Regions from separate parts of the Pan troglodytes genome. Here region 1 is linked to region 2. Evidence: chromatin contacts called from public Hi-C data. All regions are on one chromosome and are shown on one strand. Each heading gives the region's core, a stretch centred on a gene start, on an enhancer-like site or on the middle of the called end of the contact. The rest is flanking DNA. Distances are from core to core; before and after follow the strand shown.

What was found. Hi-C and Micro-C count contacts between places; a contact is called where the count stands out from the background.
Region 1: a contact with region 2 is called in a Hi-C map of stem cell-derived neural progenitor cells, with 6 times the contacts expected there. The contact joins two enhancer-like sites. A contact is called at or near these places in 2 of 7 Hi-C or Micro-C datasets (induced pluripotent stem cells and stem cell-derived neural progenitor cells).

Annotation. Positions count from the first base shown.
Region 1 is chr1:14,451,489-14,455,204 of NHGRI_mPanTro3-v2.0_pri, reverse strand. No RefSeq gene overlaps it. Among named protein-coding and RNA genes, the nearest start is that of IRF2BP2, 110 kb to the left of the region's middle. Within about 2 kb of position 1,759, at least 21 of the 24 cell types and tissues checked have an H3K27ac peak or open chromatin away from gene starts, as enhancers often do. A contact at or near this core is called in induced pluripotent stem cells and stem cell-derived neural progenitor cells, where this site is marked.
Region 2 is chr1:14,083,347-14,087,001 of NHGRI_mPanTro3-v2.0_pri, reverse strand. The region is part of intron 1 of LOC134809907 (a long non-coding RNA gene); the gene reads right to left. Among named protein-coding and RNA genes, the nearest start is that of TOMM20, 41 kb to the right of the region's middle. Within about 2 kb of position 2,006, at least 12 of the 24 cell types and tissues checked have an H3K27ac peak or open chromatin away from gene starts, as enhancers often do. A contact at or near this core is called in induced pluripotent stem cells and stem cell-derived neural progenitor cells, where this site is marked.

The sequences.
Region 1 (3,716 bases), core at 510-3,009, 370 kb before region 2:
AAGGTGAATTCCTACTTCAGGTAGTCCTTAAGAGTCACCAGAAATCCAGGAGCGAAACTGCACTGAGATTCTATTAACTGTGAAAAAAAATAACAAAATAAACGGGCAACACAAAAAGAAGAAAACCGGCCTGCCCAACGAGGGCTGCGGAGTGCAGCCAGAGTCCCTTGTACCAGTAGATCATATTGTGTCCATTTAATAATAAGAAGAAGGGGCACCCTCCGCGGAGGCTTCACCCAAGGAGTCCTGTCCCACCCGCAGGCTCGGGCGCCCGCCTGCAGACCTCGGACGCTGGCCAGTGTCTTGTCGTGCAAAGCCGTCCACAGCCAGCATGGCCTTAATGAGCCCATTTCAATTGAAATGAGATCAATACTACTCATTTTTCTCTTGCTGGCTCCCGAGTGATTCATGAATCTGAAAACTAGTTCATGAATCAGAGCAGGGTGGGGTGGGGGGGCTGGGGCGGAGGCAGGCAGGGGAACATTTGTGCAGTCGGCAAACCTCGATTCCTTTAATGAACCCAGCCATGAGTTGCATAACGCTGGCCTGCCTGCTAGTTTAAAACAGTCTTTTCGGAAGCAGCTTTCAGCTTGACTTATTCACCTATTTTCCTCCTGGAAAGGGGAAGAATGACACTGGGTACTGATTGTGTGTCTGTCTCAGGGAATATTTTTTTGCTCTTCGTGTGTGGATCCGTAGGTGCTTCCCTGGACAAGAACGTGTGTCCATGTGTGTGTGCATACATGTATAATGGTCTTTGTGTGCACATCCTGTGTGTGTGTGTGTGTGTGTGTGTGATGAGTGAGCAATGTGTGACCGGCCTCGGGCCCTTTAAACCTGAACAGGAGCCAAGTTCATTTCTCAGCGGAGCTTCATAAGGAAGCACGAGCTGGGGCAGTTGGAAACCACATCCCTGTGAGTGCTGATTACAGCCTACTAAGGAAAATGAGATTTTTATCTCACAGGAATTCAGTTATAAAAATAAAATACAGCGTCTGGCTTGATTCAGCTAAATGTGCAAGCACTAGGGTGTTTTTAATTTAACAGAGAAGCTGGACAAGAAGAATGACCTAAAACATTGCATTTAAAGAAAGTCAGAGGCGAGGGGGAGGCTACAGGAAGTGAGTGGGAGTAGAGATGTGTGAGAGAGAGAGAGAGAGAGAAATGGAGGGAGAGGGAGGGAGGAAGGGAGGAGGGAGGTGGAGAGAGAGAGAAAAAAACCACCCTGCTGGCAAATGAATGCAGCAGGGATGATGTCATTGGAACAGTTGGAGGAGAGAGGAGAAAAACAACTCGGAGCTGTGCTAATCCTGTTTGCTGCCCTGAAGGGAATGGAAGGCGGCCAAGGCAGGGAGTTCTGGGAAACCATATAAGGGTGCCAAACAAGCATTGCCGCCAACATTAGGAACTGACAGCTTTGTTCTTTGTAACTTGGCTGCCCGCCAGAGGCCTCATTTCAGCTCTGCGGCATGATTACCCTGGACGGCCGCCAGCCCCGCGCTGAGAGCTCCTTTTCTTCTCTCCGAGCTTTTTTTTTTTTTTTTCCTCTTTCCCTCTGCCAAACATGCAGCAGTTACCATGGCAGTGGAAAGTAAAGTTTTAAAAAAACACAACAAAGTAGAGAGGCACGCCTTTATCCAGATGTGCCACATGAGCAGATAGAAAAGGCAGTTCACCTATTCATCGGGGCCTTTGACTGCAGAAGAAAACACCGGGGCACTGGCTGTCAAGTTCGGGAGGGAGGTGACTCCAGGATAAACAGAGCAGCGAGCAGCCCTGGCTGCAGACAGAGAGGGGCTGGCTCCCAGGCCTTATTTTCCTTCCCTCTCTCTCTCCCTTCCTGGGGCATTGTGGAGTGCGTAATGTGAAACGGAAAATGTCATGATTTCCACTGGGAATGTGTCCACGGTTTTGAGAAAGCTCCAGAAACTCAGGTCCATAAAGCACTGAGGGGAGGAGGAAGGGAGGGAGGAGAATGGGCGGTCACAGTGCCCTCTGGTCACCAAGGTGAACCCAGCGAGCAGGAGCCAGTACGTGGCTGTGGCCCAAGCCTCTGCCTGCTGCTGGAGCATGGCCAGGCCGTCGTCCTAGGGTTGCAGGCTGTTCGGGGGTCCTGGGTCCCACGGAGCCCTGGGACCTGAGGGACGGGGATGTTCCCTTTTCCCCCTTGGAGGTGCAGCCAGTAGTTTGGCTTTACAGGGGGACTCTGTGAAGAGTCCAGTTCCCTATTTTTAATCAGGTTCATTTTTCACCTGCTTAGAAAGTGGAACATCTCCTGAAAGGTGACAAGTCGTGATCAAAGGCAAGTCTCCAGGCAGAGAGTTGGCAGGTTTCCGAAGCAAAGGTTACTTAGAAGTGGAGGCTCCACTGCCAGCTTCCCCCCGCTGCAAAATCTGACACTCCTCACCCTCAGGGTTCAGCAAGATTCTCGGAAAGGCCTTTTCTGATTCTAGGAGGTGCTGCAGCAGGAGCTGACTCGGCCATTTCCTGGCCTCTTTAGTTGGAAGATGACAGAAAGGCGGAAGCAGGGACTGCTATTGTGAGGCCCATGGCAGCCTTCCTGTAAAACAAATTGGCAAATTGTCACCTTCAGATGGACCACAGCTGGCCCTCTGAACAGCCCTCCTTGGCCTTTCCAGAGTGTACATGATTGTGTCCCATGTCCAGGGAGAGGACAGAGCCACCAGGAGGGTCAAGGTCGTGGAGGGAAACATGGGTGAGTAAGAGATGGACCCCAGAAATCCCTCCTCATGCTCCTCCCTGCTGTTATCACAGGCCTTGGCTGCCTTTCTCAGGAGGCATTCCCAGCTCAGAGTTGGGTATGCACTAAGTTAAAGCAAAGAGGGCCCTACTGGGGCGAGGGCAAGGGGACTTGGTTGACCTCCTTTGGGGATGTTGCGAAGCAGACCCATTCCCGCCCTTGCTGGCTGGAGTGCCCAGTCCTTCCCTGCCTCCCCGGGCCCCACACACCCTGGCTGACACCTGTGCTGAGGACATGGCCGAGGAGAGCTGAAAGGAGCAGAGGAGGGGAGAAACGTATACCAGTTCCCATACAAACAGGACCCACAGGCTTGGGGTCCCCAGAGGTTGGCAGAGCCAGGGGAGACTGGGAGCTGGAGGCCAGACAGGGGCACACTTTTGCCTCAGGTTCTTGAGACAGTACAAATAAAAACTTGTTGCTGGGCAGAATTGATCCAAAGACGAACTTCAGTTTCTTCAGAAGAGGCTCAGGTTTGGAAGTAGAACTTGATATGGCGGTTGTCCCCTTTCCTTAACCTGCGACTCAAAACCAAGGGCAAGTGGATCTCTCACATCAGACACAGGAGCAGCCTCCTAGAGTCTGCTGGAGCAGCTACCCAGAGTGAGAGAGGGCTACTGACTTTGGAGCTGATGCTCAGGTCAGGGCCTGGTTGAGCCACATCCCCGTCCTTCATTCCCAGCCCCTGGTGACCTTCTAGAAGCAACACTGAGTTCGGCGGCTCGGTGTCCACTGGGGCACAGCATGTCTGAGCCTAACCCAACAGCCTCTCATTGGCTTAGCTTGTCTTCCCAGGTACTGCCTGGAAAAGCAGCCTCTGGCGGGGATGTCTGGGCCTGCCCTTCCTATCTCGACCTGGGTGGAAATCCGACTCCCTGGGCCTTGTTTTCAGAGTTCCAGTGTTCTCTCTCATAGCCTGTAAGTGGAGAAGGGCAAGCTGAAGAAGGAACAGGCTGTT
Region 2 (3,655 bases), core at 757-3,256:
CTGCATGATACAAAATAATCATTTTACCTAATCTTTTTTCTTCACTCACATGACTGAACCACAAGATTGCTTTTGGCATCGTGTAGAGTAGACCTTGCAACTCAGAGCATGGAGCAAGGAGCTGCAACGCCAGCCTCGCCTGGGAGGCTGTGAAAAGGCAGAATCCTGGGTCCAGTCTAGACCTAAGGATTCAGAATCTTCATTTTAGCAAGACTCCACAGGAAATTTACGCACACGTTAAAGTTTGAGGCGCAGTGGCATAGTTCTTATGCTGGCTGAAGTGCTGTTTTCATTAAGATTCATATCCAATTAGCTTTGGCCACAGGTGCTATTTTTGCAGGTACGCAGCGCTCTTGCAGGCCACTGGGACCTGCTGGGGTCTGGAGTGCCGCCTTCCGCTTCCATCATAGACCCAAGATTCAGAAATGCTAGCTCAGCTGAGTGAGGTGGCTCATGCCTGTAATCCCAGCACTTTGGGAGGCCAAGACAGGAGGATTGCCTGAGGCCAGGAGTTCAAGACCAGCCTGGTCACCATAGTGAGATCCCATCTCTACAAACAAACAAAAAAAATCAGCTGGGTGTGGTGGCGCATGCCTGTAGTCCTAGCTACTCGGGAGGCTGAGGCACGAGGATCACTTGAGCCCAGGAGTCTGAGGCTGCAGTGGAGCTGTGATGGCACCACTGAACCCCATCCTGGGCAACACAGTGAGACCCTGTCTCTAAAAATAAATAATGAATGAATGAAATGCTGGCTCACTAACAGCTGCTGGGCTTCGGCCACGTTTCCATCCCTCCGCAGTGAAATTGTCAGCGTGAGATCTGTCCTTTCCTGGCAAGCGCTGTCTTTCACTCTGGTTTTATTCTCTTCCTCCTACTTTTCTGGCGTTTAAATCTGCTTTGTTGTAGGACATGAGAGTGCCTGTGATTGTAGACATCATTTTGTTTGGTTTTGTTTATGTCTTCACTAGGCAAAATCACACTTGATTACCTATGTCTACCCTGTTGTTTTCAGTTTTCTAGCCTACGAATCCAAAAGTCTGAGAACAACTAGTAAAAATGAAACCGGCAGGGTGTCTTGCTGAAACCTGTGCGGCTAAAGCAGAATTGGAGTGTGGTGTGCCACCGAAGATTTGGGGTACAGCAGTGTTTGCGCCATCATTCAGAGTGCTGGAAACTAAAAGGGGCCCACTCTGTGAGAAAGCGGCACAGAAAGCGGCACAGCTGGAAGGCGGCACTCCAGACACCAGCAGGTCCCAGTGGCCTGCAAGAGCGCTGCGTACCTGCAAAAATAGCACCTGTGGGCAAAGCCAACTGGATATGAATCTTAATGAAAACAGCACTTCAGCCAGCATAAGAACTATAGGAAGACAGGCCAGGCACAGTGGCTCACACCTGTAATCCCAGCACTTTGGGAGGCTGAGGAGGGTGGATCACCTGAGGTCAGGAGTTCGAGACAAGCCTGGCCAACATGGTGAAACCCCGTCTCTACTAAAAATACAAAAATTAGCCAGGCATGGAGGCATGTGCCTGTAGTCCCAGCTACTCAAGAGGCTGAGTCAGGAGAATCGCTTGAACTCGGGAGGCAGAGGTTGCAGTGAGCTAAGATTGCACCCCTGCACTCCAGCCTGGGCAACAGAGTGAGACTCCGTCTCAAAAAAAAAAGCTGTAGGAAGACAGACCTCAGGGCTGGACACCCAAAACCCAAACACGTCAAGGTTTGTTTTCTCTGATATCGTCTCCTGAAAACTAAAGAACCTGTCACAAGCAAGCAGACCTATCTCCAAGCAGAAGAAACCATGCAATGTGGGAAAGAGGGGTGATTTTCCTCAGTAAACGGAGTGGCTGGAGTGAGTCTGTGGGAAGCACAGAACCACGGCCTGGTGCAGTGGGAATGGAGGAAGGCCAGGAAGGCAGCAGCCACTGGACCTGGTGCGGTCCACAGAGGAACAGGAGCAGCCTTCGTCCTCAGCCCACATCCCCAGGCCCTGTGCAGCTGCTCAGCTCCCCTGCAAGGCTCGAGGCCCCATCTCCAGCGTCCTGGGATTCTCAGCATTCCAAGCCTGGCACATAACAATGGCAGTGTTTGTAGCATTTCAGAACAAGCTTGGAAACTTTCAAATGTCAGAATGAGTGATGTGGAAAGCTTGTGGGAGACGCAGAGAGGCAGAAGCTGAGCTGGGAAAATGGCAAGGCAGGGAGGCGCCAGAGGGAGCGCTGCTTAACACGTCCGTGGGACTCCAAGGCTTTTAATAAAGGGATCCTCAGAAGCAGAAAAACATCTTGAGCTGTCAGAGAAGCAGTGATGTAGCAAAAATGTGAAGATTTACTGCGGTCCCGGCGGGGAGAGCTGGGGCACGTGTTACTGATTTTATCAAGGACCCACTGTCTGATTCGCCAGAGGATTTCGTGGAACAGGGAGCGCTGCTATCCCAGCAGGATCTGGGCATCGGAAGACACACGCAGCTCCTGTCTTGCTAAGAGGTGGAGGCCACCTGTAACCAGGAGGCTCCCACACTGAAGACCAGACGTCACTCGATTCCCACGGTCCACATGGCCCTTCCAGAGGAGACTGTGTTGCGCAATCGTCCACAATTTTGGAACGTCTAAGAGATGCCCACTCTGTGAGAAGCACTGGGCAGAGCTTAGGAATAAACATGGGAAGGCAGAAGTACAGCTCAAAGGCGGCATTCCAGATGCCACTTCATCCCAGGGGGAATGACAGTGATGCACCCCACAGCAGGAAACCAGGGCTCAGCACCCCCGACCTCCCTGACTGCAGTCTTCTCACCTGTGAATGACAGACTAGGGCTGGATAATGGTGACATCCCCCATAGATGGCAAGATTCTCAGAAAGAAGAATCCTGGGTCTCCCTCAACCCAGGTTAGGCCTCAGTGACTGGCATGGAGTCAGAGTCTGTCGAAGGAATGGGTGGGTGAGGCAGTGCAAGCCCCTCCTTAGGGCCAAGACTCAGGCTTGTCCCCAGGGTGGAGAGGTCTCTAGAGAGAGACGTGGCCAGGCGCAGTGGCTCACACCTGTAATCTCAGCACTTTGGGAGGCCGAGGCGGTGGATCACCTGAGGTCAGGAGTTCAAGATGAGCCTGATCAACATGGTGAAACCCGTCTCTACTAAAAATACAAAAATTAGCCGGGCACGGTGACACGTGCCTGTAAACCCAGCTACTCAGGAGGCTGAGGCAGGAGAATCGCTTAAATCCGAGAGGTGGAGGCTGCAGTGAGCTGAGATTGCGCCATTGCACTCCAGCCTGGTTGACAAGAGCAAGACTCTGTCTCAAAAAAAAAAAAGAGATGCAATACAGGCATGGTAGCTCACGCCTGTAATCCCAGCACCTCGGAGGTCAAGGCGGGAGGATTGTTTGAGGCCAGGAGTTCAAGACCAGCCCGGACAACATAGCAAGATCCCATCTCTACAAAAAATCTAAAAATTAGCCGGGCATGGTGGTGCATGCCTGTAGTCCCAGCTACTCGAGAGGCTGAGGTGGGAGGATCACTTGAGACCAGGTGTTGGAGGCTGCAACAATCTATGATGGCGCCCCTGCACTCCAGCCTGGGTAACAGAGAAAGACCCTATCTCAAAAGAGAGAGAGAGAGAGAGAAGCCATAAGCTCGCAAGGAACCCCCCTGCCTTCTCCCATC